Regions from separate parts of the Mus musculus genome. Here regions 1 and 2 are each linked to region 3. A link is a contact called in public Hi-C and promoter capture Hi-C data. All regions are on one chromosome and are shown on one strand. The core of a region is the stretch at or near the end of the contact, and the rest is flanking DNA. Distances in the headings are between cores, read along the strand shown.

The links. Promoter capture Hi-C pulls out the DNA fragments that hold promoters and counts their contacts. A called contact is a pair of places that touch in the nucleus more often than the background predicts.
Region 1: a contact with region 3 is called in a promoter capture Hi-C map of fetal liver, with 2.7 times the contacts expected there. The contact joins the promoter of Camkv here to the promoter of Nicn1 in region 3. A contact is called at or near these places in 16 of 39 promoter capture datasets (the 3T3-L1 cell line, 3T3-L1-derived adipocytes, the C10 cell line and 13 more), 1 of 15 datasets of contacts at CTCF or cohesin (the NIH/3T3 cell line), 1 of 115 datasets of contacts at active chromatin or transcription factors (large pre-B cells) and 4 of 9 other capture datasets (adipose tissue, liver, macrophages and 1 more).
Region 2: a contact with region 3 is called in a Hi-C map of reprogramming fibroblasts, with 4 times the contacts expected there. The contact joins the enhancer-like site here to the promoter of Nicn1 in region 3. A contact is called at or near these places in 5 of 484 Hi-C or Micro-C datasets (granulosa cells, reprogramming fibroblasts, transition I germ cells and 1 more) and 3 of 9 other capture datasets (adipose tissue, liver and pancreatic islet).

The regions. Positions count from the first base shown.
Region 1 is chr9:107,934,338-107,937,613 of GRCm38.p6, reverse strand. Camkv (CaM kinase-like vesicle-associated) reads right to left here and starts at 1,694. Exons shown (of 11, transcript NM_145621.2): 1 at 1,563-1,694.
Region 2 is chr9:108,722,161-108,725,585 of GRCm38.p6, reverse strand. All of the region lies in intron 4 of Prkar2a (protein kinase, cAMP dependent regulatory, type II alpha), which reads right to left. Among named protein-coding and RNA genes, the nearest start is that of Gm24259, 15 kb to the left of the region's middle. Within about 2 kb of position 1,620, at least 2 of the 459 cell types and tissues checked have an H3K27ac peak or open chromatin away from gene starts, as enhancers often do. A contact at or near this core is called in reprogramming fibroblasts, where this site is marked.
Region 3 is chr9:108,288,822-108,292,119 of GRCm38.p6, reverse strand. It overlaps Nicn1 (nicolin 1), which reads right to left and starts at 1,677. Exons shown (of 6, transcript NM_025449.4): 1 at 1,458-1,677. The coding sequence starts at 1,589.

The sequences.
Region 1 (3,276 bases), core at 445-2,944, 350 kb after region 3:
AGACACCCAGAAAGAAGCCTGCCTAATTCCTTAAGAAGCCGTCTCGGCTGGCCCAGCCTTACCCAGGGTCCCCAGCAATCTCCACCTCAGTCAGCTGAACTCTCCAGGCCTTGGGTTTCCAGGGCCCTTCTTCATCCCAGCCTCAGTCTTGGGCAGATCTCAGGATGGCCAAAAGCAGCAGCCAAAACAGCACCATGAGCAAGCCAGAAACAGGAAGACAAAGGCACACCAACACCCCCCAGGTCTCAGTTTCCCTGAACAGAGCAGAGGACTGCCACCAGCCGGCTAATTGGTAGCCACCAGGGAATGAAGACACAGAGAAGGGCCTGCAGCAGATATATACAGAGCCAGGGTAGGGCGCCTGGGGATCCACACTAAATGAGGGGAAAAAAAGGGAGACCTCTGTCCCATCCTGGCTATGAAGGGAATGGAGATACTAATTTCCAAGTTAGGAAAGGGAGGCTCAGAAGTCACTGAATCTGCCAGTAATCAACTCAGAGGGGGAGGGGAAGCCAGCCTACTTCTGCAAAGGTGGTCCTGGGGGCCCCAAAGCCTGAGCCTGTGTTTGGAGGCTGGTGTGCAAAAGACCCACTAGAGTCGTATAGACCAGCTAGGAGCTTTTGGTGAGGAAAAGGGGGCCCTGTTCTCTAGGAAGGAACCTGCTAGAACAGGTTTGGGGTCGGGGAGCAGTTGGCAGCCCTTCATGGGGCTGGGGCTCAAAAGCCCAGGGTCTCCTGTCAAGCAATAGCAAGCTGAAAAAGACAGAGAGGCTAACGCTTTAATTGTCCCCTGCGACTCCAGGCAGAGTCCCTGCTCTTCACCATGGTACCACTCTGACCCCCTTCCCCAGTGCTGCTGGCTCGCCCCCGCTGGCACAGCAACACACATGCGGGAGGCACACGTGTGAGCAGCAAGCCCCGCACCTCCCAGCAGAAACATGTGCGCCCCGCACCCCCACCTCGCACGTGTGTCAGTGCGCTGCGCCCCCACCTCCCTTGACAAAAGACCCTCAGAAGGCTTGGAAGCCTGAACTTAGCTTGGGGGCCAATAGTCCACTCGGGCTTAGAACCTCCTCCCCCAGCCCCGCAGCAGCCCCGCCCAGCCCCCTCCGGATTGTCGCCCATAAAGAACTCTCCGTTGTCATGGAAATTAGTGACTGCCAAACCAGAGGGAGGGGGCCCCCAGGGGCAGTTGGGGAGGGGCTGAAGACCGCTCTAGGAGCGAGGATGGACCGCTCGGCCCTTGGCCCTTTACCCCTATAAGGGGCACCACGAATCTTCGAGGGTTTATGTTTTTTACAATTCGGAGCTGCAGAGGCTTTCTCTGGGACCCTCCCAAGCCGTCAGAGGTAATGGGGAACTTTAGCCCAACCCCGCACGCCACCCCACCTCGCATCTGCAGAAACGGTGCGCTGTGCCCCTGCTTGGGACCCCCAGAGTCCTCGCGGTGATCGCGCGCATCCTGCGCGGGGATTCTCTAACCAGGGAAACAATCTCCCAAGGCCCCCCAACGTGCATCCAGGAGGCGCCCTCCCCACCGGCCCAGCCCTCCCTGCTCCGCACCTGCAAAGCTGGTCGGTCACAGGCAGGAAGCGATAACCCGCTCAGCAGGGCTCCGGGGGCGGCGGGCAGAATCCGCTCCGGGCACGCGGGGCAGACGCGGCGCCAGCTGCAGCCGCTTCGACTCCAGAACCTCCAGCATCGCCAGTCGCTCTCTGGCAGCGGATTCGCACCCCGGGCCGGGGGCGGGCTGGGGGCGGGGCCTCCTCGCCCGGCCCGCCCCCACCCTGGCAGACCCGGAGACTGGAATCCCACTCGAGGGAGGGCGCATGCAGGTTGGCGGCGAACACCTGCTAGGCTCACTTAGGCCATCAGACTCAAAACCCAGCAACAGGAGGCGAAGGGGCCCTTCCTAATCCCGAAGTAAGGAGTTAGGAGTGAGGACTTGGAGAAGAACCTGAGTCCTGGAACTGCACAGGAGTCTCCTGGCTAGAAGTAGTTTGCAGGAGACCAGGGCCCTGCCCAGTTCCCCAACCCTGATCCAAAGGGTTGGATCTACTTAGAACCACATGGGCAGTCCCTGGAGCACCTCCTAGACAGGAATAAACACACAGGACTATGTGTGCAATTGTGATCAATTTGGAAATGACAAGACAGTGAGGCCCTCAGACCATCCTACATCCAACTCCTGTGAAGCCAAAATCTTTCCCAACTAAATTACCAGCCTCATGGCTGGCTCAGTCAGTCCCCTCTGTATAGTTCTGAATTTCCCAAACTAAAAGTCACCTATGATGTAGCATGGGGTCTGCTTTCTTCTCTTTGTAATAATCCTTAAACATTTCCTAAGCAACATGACCCAGGTGACCTGGGCTAGGTTATGGTATTGTGGAAGTACTAGGAAGGAATTTCCAATGAAGTTCTTAACCATATTTCTGTCCCTTCTCAAGGAGGCAAGAGGACTGAAGGTCCATCCCACTGCCCATCAAGTCCTGAGGACCATCCTGAGACAATAAATAAAGGCCACATTTAGGTTTTCCATTGTCTGGACCCAGGCTCCATTCCATCTTACCCTGCTAGTGATCTGCCCGGCCCAGCCATCCTGGGAACAGGGTCACATGTTGAGCAAGCCTATTTGCATTACCACCCATAGCTGAGGACAGATGGGACCCAACAAGTGAAGAACTTGGGGCTGAAGCCAGAAGATTGCCAGAGAAATTGCTTCAGGGTTTCTGGATAACCTCTTCCAGAAGGGTTGTTGAGTTCTTCATGTCTTTCCCCGACTCTGGTCACTTCCTCTAGGCCATGTTATCATTGTATCTGGGCCCCTGAGTACGAAGAGTCTTGGCCATTAACATCCATCCCAGTACTGGATAGGAACCTTTTGGCAAACTTGACAGAGCCTATGTCTAATCTCACAATGCTCAACTAATGTTTGCAGAAGGAAGGAAAAGCCTGGCATGCAGTCTTTTCTATTATCCCTAATACAATGAGCCTCCAAGTTTATGTTGTAGCCAAGACATGGCTGGCAGAACCGACATACCTCAAACACATCTTCTATCTTTCTTGAGGATCACAATCTATCCAAGAATGGGGCCAAGAACCTGGATTATGGCTTTAGAGTCAGTGGAAGGGGTGGCTCCCTAAAGCTTTGCCTGCTGCTGGCAGTATTCCACTTCTTGATCCTGTGCACACTGTGTGCACGTGGGTGACAGCACGTGGCAGGGTATATGCATACACGTGAATGTGTGCTAGCTTATACCAAGGGAGATGGAAGCAG
Region 2 (3,425 bases), core at 371-2,870, 430 kb before region 3:
GAATGGGTTTAGCAAATCTAGAGAGCATATTGTTGGAAATTGGTTCCAATGCTTTGAATTAATCTGGCCCCCAAAATAGGGTATCTGTGTATCCAAACACTGAAGATCCTTGTCCCCAGCTGGTTTTTGATGGATCAAAAAGAGCCAATGATCAATGGTTGTGCAGGCAGACTGAGGCAGCACCTTTAGATTTGCGTGGAAGGAACTGGGGGAATCATCATGACTCAGGGGAGAAGGGTGGGGCATAAGAGCTGCAGGAGAGAAAGCCAACCAGTCATGGAAGAATTCAGGGAAGTGGCCATTTCCCCAACTGGGCCTGGGGTAGCAGGGGAAGATTTACGAGTCTCAGGAGCAACAGAGGAGAATTTGCCAGCAGGGGAGAGTTTAGGAGTACCCAGTCTTTGAGCTAATCACAACATGTCAAAAATTAACTGGTGTGTGTATGTGTGTGTCCTTCATTCCTGAATCCAGATTGCTCCCGACCTGCTGGGAGCCAAGGCGCTGTAGAAACTACCGCTACAGCAGATGGCCTCAGAGGTTAGTTATACTGTAGAGTGGCACCTTACCTGAGCAGGCCAGCTCTATACTCTGCTACACTCACAGCTAACTTCTAAAACAAGATTCATTTCTACCTCATCAATTTTAACGACTAAGGAGGCAGATGTAAGGAGAACATTTTGCTACAGTGTTGCTTATTAAGTAGTCTCTAATGGACAGGAAATATACATATATATTTCAATTATGTATAACATATATAATTATGTACTTACCAACATTACATGTCATAACTAGAAAGCAACTATATGAATAAATACAATACTACTATATTCTGATCAAACACTGGTCTTAAATCTGGAAAAGAATTTCAAGGCCATCCTTGGCTATTTAATGAGTTCAAGGACAGCCTGGGCTACATGACACCATATCTCAAAAAAATGGGCTAGGGGCAGGAAAAATGGCTCATTCAACCTGAGTTTCATTCCCAAAACTCCATGTTTAAAAAAAGCACACAGTACCTAAAGAATGACACCTGAGGCTGACATCTAGCTTCTACATACTCATGCACCTCTAATATGCCCCTTCACATACATGCACAGAACACCTTAGTCACAGAATACATATCTCAAGTATGTGAGGTCCTAAGTTCAAGTCTCAGGACCAGAGTGCAAAAAAGAAAAGAATACTAGCTTTAACTTAAGAGAGAAATTATGTTATTTCTGCGACATTCCATGTAATTTCTGTCAGAGTAACTGTGCTTCAAAAGGCATCTTTAATTCCAAAGCCCCATGGGTGTGGACTACCGTACAAGTTAACATACTAAAAAAGAATGCTTACTATTGTGTGCCATCCACACTCATGGAAAACATGGACTGACATTCCCTGAAATTTTCTACTTAAATGCTGCCAAGAAAAAGAGAAAAAGAAAAAAAAATACTGGCAATACATTCAAATTTTCTCATATAATCCAAACTAAGCAACATCTCAGGCCAGATCTGAGGAGGGCCTTGTTCTGAGCACCTTCTCTTGTAACTCCCTAGAAACTGACAGGAGGTGTCAGGGAAAGGGTCAATACTCCAGAGGAAACAAAAGCGAAGCCATCACAATCAAGCACAGCATGTGTCTCAACTGAGAACAAAGAACATCATAAAAAGAACACAGGGTGTGGGGCTGCAGAGATGGTCTAGCGATTAACACTGCTCTTCCTGAGGTCCTGAGTTCAATTCCCAGCAACCACATGGTGGCTCACAACCATGTATAATGGGATCTGATGCCCTCTGCTAGTGTGAAGACAGTGACAGTGTACTCACATACATTAAATAAACAAACTTTAAAAACAAACAAGGATATGAACAGGTTCAACTTTGAAAAAAAAAAACAAAAAAACAAAAAAAACAAAACCACATGTTATGCTGGGCAGTGGTGGTGCATGTTCATGGTTCTATTCTTTTGACTTTACTGTAAATTTGAAATTTAAACCTTGGGTGTCCATTTATATTTGGAAATGCATTGTATTTGTGTGTCCATGCATGCAGAGGCCAGAGGTGAATATGAGTGTCTTCCCTAGATTGTTCCCTACTTTATCTGTGGGGTCAGGGTCTCACTGAGCCCAGAGCTCATGGACAGGCTAGACTGAGAAGCCAGTGAGCTTTGGGAACCTGCAGGTCTTCACTCCCACTGTGCGACGGTCATAAAGGTATGGGACCATGTTGGAGTTTTATCTGGGTACTGGGAATCCAAACTCAGGCCCTCATGTCTTATAGCTACTGAATTACAGACAGTTGTGAGCCACATGTGGATGCTGGGAACTGAACTCAGGACCTCTGAAAGAGCAGTCAGTGCTTTTAACCTCTAAGCTATATCTCCAGCTCCCACAACTCCACAATTTTGCCCTTGGCAACATTACGGAATACAAAATGGAAAAAAAAAACACAACAAAGACTTGTTGAAATGGGCATTATCTTCTCAGTGTGGTGGTACATTTCTCTACTCCCAATATTCAGGAGGTTGAGGCAGGAAGACTGTGAGTTCAAGGCCAGCCTGAGCTACATAGTAAGTAATAAATTCTAGGTTGGGACTACATAGTGAAAAACAGACAAAGAAAGAAAAGAGGAGAAAAGGGGAGCAGAGAAGGACATGAAGAGGAAACAGAAGGCAGGAGTGGCGGAAGCTGAGGACAAAGGAAATTACAAAATGAGCAGGAGCGAACAGCAAACTAGAAATGGAAAGAAGCTCATATTAAGAATACATGTTGTGCCAGATGGTGGTGGCACATGCCTTTAATCGTAGCACTCAGGAGGCAGAGGCAGGTGGATTTCTGAGTTCAAGGCCAGCCTGGTCTACAAAGTGAGTTCCAGGTCAGCCAGGAACTCATTTTGAGACTCTGTCTCAAAAAATAAAACAAAAAAAATATTAATAATATATGTGGCATAATTCTATTTATATGAAATTTTTAAATAAATGAAATAATCAATTATAAAATAAATCAAAACAGTAATTGCCTCCAAATGGGTAGAGGCAGCATGAATCATGAAAAGGCATGGCAATTAGATTAGATTATCTGGTTAGATAGAAAACTGCATAGGATCTGATTAGAGTCAAGATCACCTGTGCATGCATCTGTCAAGCCTGATACACAGAAGACTATGCACTATACTAAAGAGTAGTGCATTTACCACCAGGTCTGATAGTGCAGGCTACTAGGGAGGCTAAGGTATGAAGATCCTCAAGGACTATCTGGGTTACAGTGAGAGCCACAGGCCAACCTAGGCAACTCAGGGAGATGCTGTCTCAAAATAAAAAATAAGAAACCTCGAGGCTGAGCTATCCTGCTCTACAAACTGATCTAAGGCCACCCAGGAGACCTAGAGCACTTCCTAGCATGTGCGAGGTCCTAGACTCAACTTCTAGACAAACTAGAAACATAT
Region 3 (3,298 bases), core at 428-2,927:
CAGCCAGGGCTACACAGAGAAACCCTGTCTCGTAAAACAAACAAACAAACAACAACAACAACAACAAAAGAGGGCTGGAGAGATGGCTCAGCTGTTAAGAGCACTAACTGCTCTTCTGAAGGTCCTGAGTTCAAATCCCAGCAACCACATGGTGGCTCACAACCATCTGTAATGAGATCTGACGCCCTCTTCTGGTGTGTCTGAAGACAGCTACCATGTACTTACATATAACAATAAATAAATCTTTAAAAAAAAAAAAAAGAATAATAGTAGGGCCGGGCAGTGGTGGCCCACGCCTTTAATCCCAGCACTTGGGAGGCAAAGGCAGGCAGATTTCTGAGTTTGAGGCCAGCCTGGTCTACAGAGTGAGTTCCAGGACAGCCAGGGCTACACAGAGAAACCCTGTCTCGAAAAACAAAAAGCAACAGCAAAAAAGAAGAATAGTAGGATCCTGCACTGGAGGGGTTTGGGGAGCCTAGAGTACCAACTGCCATAGCAGTAGTTTCCATCTCGATGCACACCAGCATCACCTATGGAACTTAAACAAAACAAAACAAAACACACAAAAGCACAGATATCAGGACTAGAGAGATGGCTCAGCAATGAAGAGTACTTGGTGCTCTTGCAGAGGACCAGGTTTGGTTCCCAGCACCTACACGGCACCTCACAGCTGTTCATAACTCCAGTTCCAGAGGATTCAGAACCTTTTTCTGGCCTCTACTAGTACCAGCCATGCACAAGGTATATATGCAGACATGCAAAAACAACACTCATAGATTTAAAATAAAGCTTTTTTAAAATAAAAATATTAAATAAGTAAATAAAAATATAGATGTCAAAGATCCACCTCAAACACACTGACTCAGATTTTCCAGGGTCGGATCAATTAACTAGGTTTCCCCAGATTGTTGGGAAGCAACATCTTGCGAGAGAATGACATATTGTAATACAAAGCACATAGAGCCAAGAGGGTGGGTAAGGGAAGGATGCTATGCCATTAGAGGTAGCCTTTGTCCTGTGTTGAGGTCATGCAACGCCCTGTCACTGTCAGTTGAAATGGAAGAACAACTAGGGATTGGAAACAAGTCACCAGGAGGACCTAGATGAAGGCTAGGTTGCACCTGACCTGTGGCAGGGGCCACTGGAATGGTACGTTTGCATCATTGTTTGACGATTGCAGCTACGGCCGAAATCAAATATCCTCTCACTTGTACTGAGATTCAAATTGTAGTTCCAGTGATATCCTGGGCACTGGGAAGAGATGCTGAAGAGGATAGGACGGGAAACTCTAGTCTATTTAATAAAGCTTATTAATAAAGACTGTAAATGCTTCTGAATAGGCCCAATTCGCAAAAGCAAGAGACACTGTAGAAGCTGTGTAAATGCCTAGGAAACGCCCAAGTTACTAGGTATTCCCCGCCCAGAAGCCTTGATCGCTTATATGGGGGGTTGCTCACCTCGAAAGGCGCGATGTTGGGAAAAGTGACATCGACGACCAGCACGCCAGGCCGACCTTGAGAGGTCCTCATGTCGCCCACTTGCAGGGCTACAGTGCTTTTCACATGACAGGGCACCAACACACGGGACATGATTTGGGAGATTACAACCAAGCAAAATCACCGCTCACAGTCTCCATCCAACCACTAGCTCTTATTGGCGTCCCTTATCAACCAAAAGAACTACAACTCCCAGGCCACATAACGTTTGTAACAGTTCAGCCAATCACCGATGATCAGGGCGGGTCAAGAGTCGGAAATGTCAACGGAAGTTCTTCTTCAACCAATCATCCTCGCGTCTGTAAGTCCCTCCCGGGCTGCTCCGGGCAACCGTCGAGCCGTTCTTTATCCAAAGGATCCAGAATGCTTTGGGCTGTCTTATCCCTCACTTAAATTCTGCTACTTTATTAGGTTAAGATGTATAAAACAATCAGGCGTTTAGTGTCACTCGCTTTCAATCCCGGCACTTGGGAGGCAAAGGCAGGCAGGTCTCCGAGTTCGAAGCCAGTCTGGTCTACAGAGAGTTCCAGGACAGCCAAGGATGTTACACAAAGGAATTATTTCTCCATAGCATCCACAAGATCCATCTGGGTACAACCCGAGGTATATGGCAACTTAAGGGATATGGCACCTTTTCCTGACCTCGGAACTATGGTATTTTTAAAACTACAAACCAGATCAGGTATATTGGTGCAAGCCTTTAATCCCAACATTGAGGAGGCAGAGTCAGAAGCAGGTGAATCACTGAGAGTTTAAAACCAATCTGATTTACAAAGAGAGTTCCAAGCCAGTCCTGTCTCAAAAACAAACAAACAAACAAACAAAGTGGGGTCACAAGGTATTGATTCACTCCTGTAATCCCACCAAAATTGTAAAATTTAGTTAAGAAATAAAATGCCAGGCATTGGTGACACTTTAGTTAACCCAGCACTTGGAAGGTAGAAGCAGAATCGGTAAGATCAGAGGTTCAAGGCTAATCTCATGAATGTAGTAGGTTTCAGGTTAGCTTGGGCTATGTGAGGCCCTAGCTAAAAAAAAAAAAAAAAAAAAAAAAAAAAAAAAGCAAAACAGTCAATAAATTGATTGACCGGAGAAGAGGCAAATACTTGGTTTGGGATTTGTTTATTTTTTGAGACAAGATCTCACTACAGATGTAGATGAAGCAAACCTCAAATTCAGAGAGATCCATCTGCCTCCATAATTCTGGGATTAAAGGTATGTGTTATCATGCCAACCTACCAAGTTTTCCTTTTACATTTTATATTGAGGCATTTGGGAACATTAAAGAATCTGAGGTGTATGGTCAGGAATTTCAGTCCATGCAGCAGGAGAGATGGCTTAGCAGTTAAAAGCCCCTGCTACTTTTCCAGAGAATGAAGTTTAGTTCCCAAAACTCCCATCAGGCTCCAATGAATGCCTGTAACTTAAATGCTCTCTTCTGGCCTCTAGGGAAATTTGAACTTATGTGTACATACCCCTACACAGCCCCTTGTGCATTGCGTACACATAGCTTAAAATTAAACCTAGCAGTGGTGGTACACACTTTAATCCCAGCACTCAGGAGGCCGAGGTAGGTAGATCTCTCTGAGTTTTGAGGTCAGCCTGGTCTACAGAGCAAGTTTCAGGACAGCCAAGACTACACAGAGGCACCCTCTCTTTGTGTATGTGTGGTGGGAAGAGGGATTCCTGGGAAATGATCCAGTGAGTAAGAGCACTTGCTATGCAAGCTTGAGGACCTGAGTTCGAGTCCCCCAAACCTCTGTTAAAAATAAAAGAAAGCTGGGCACTACTGTGCATGTCTG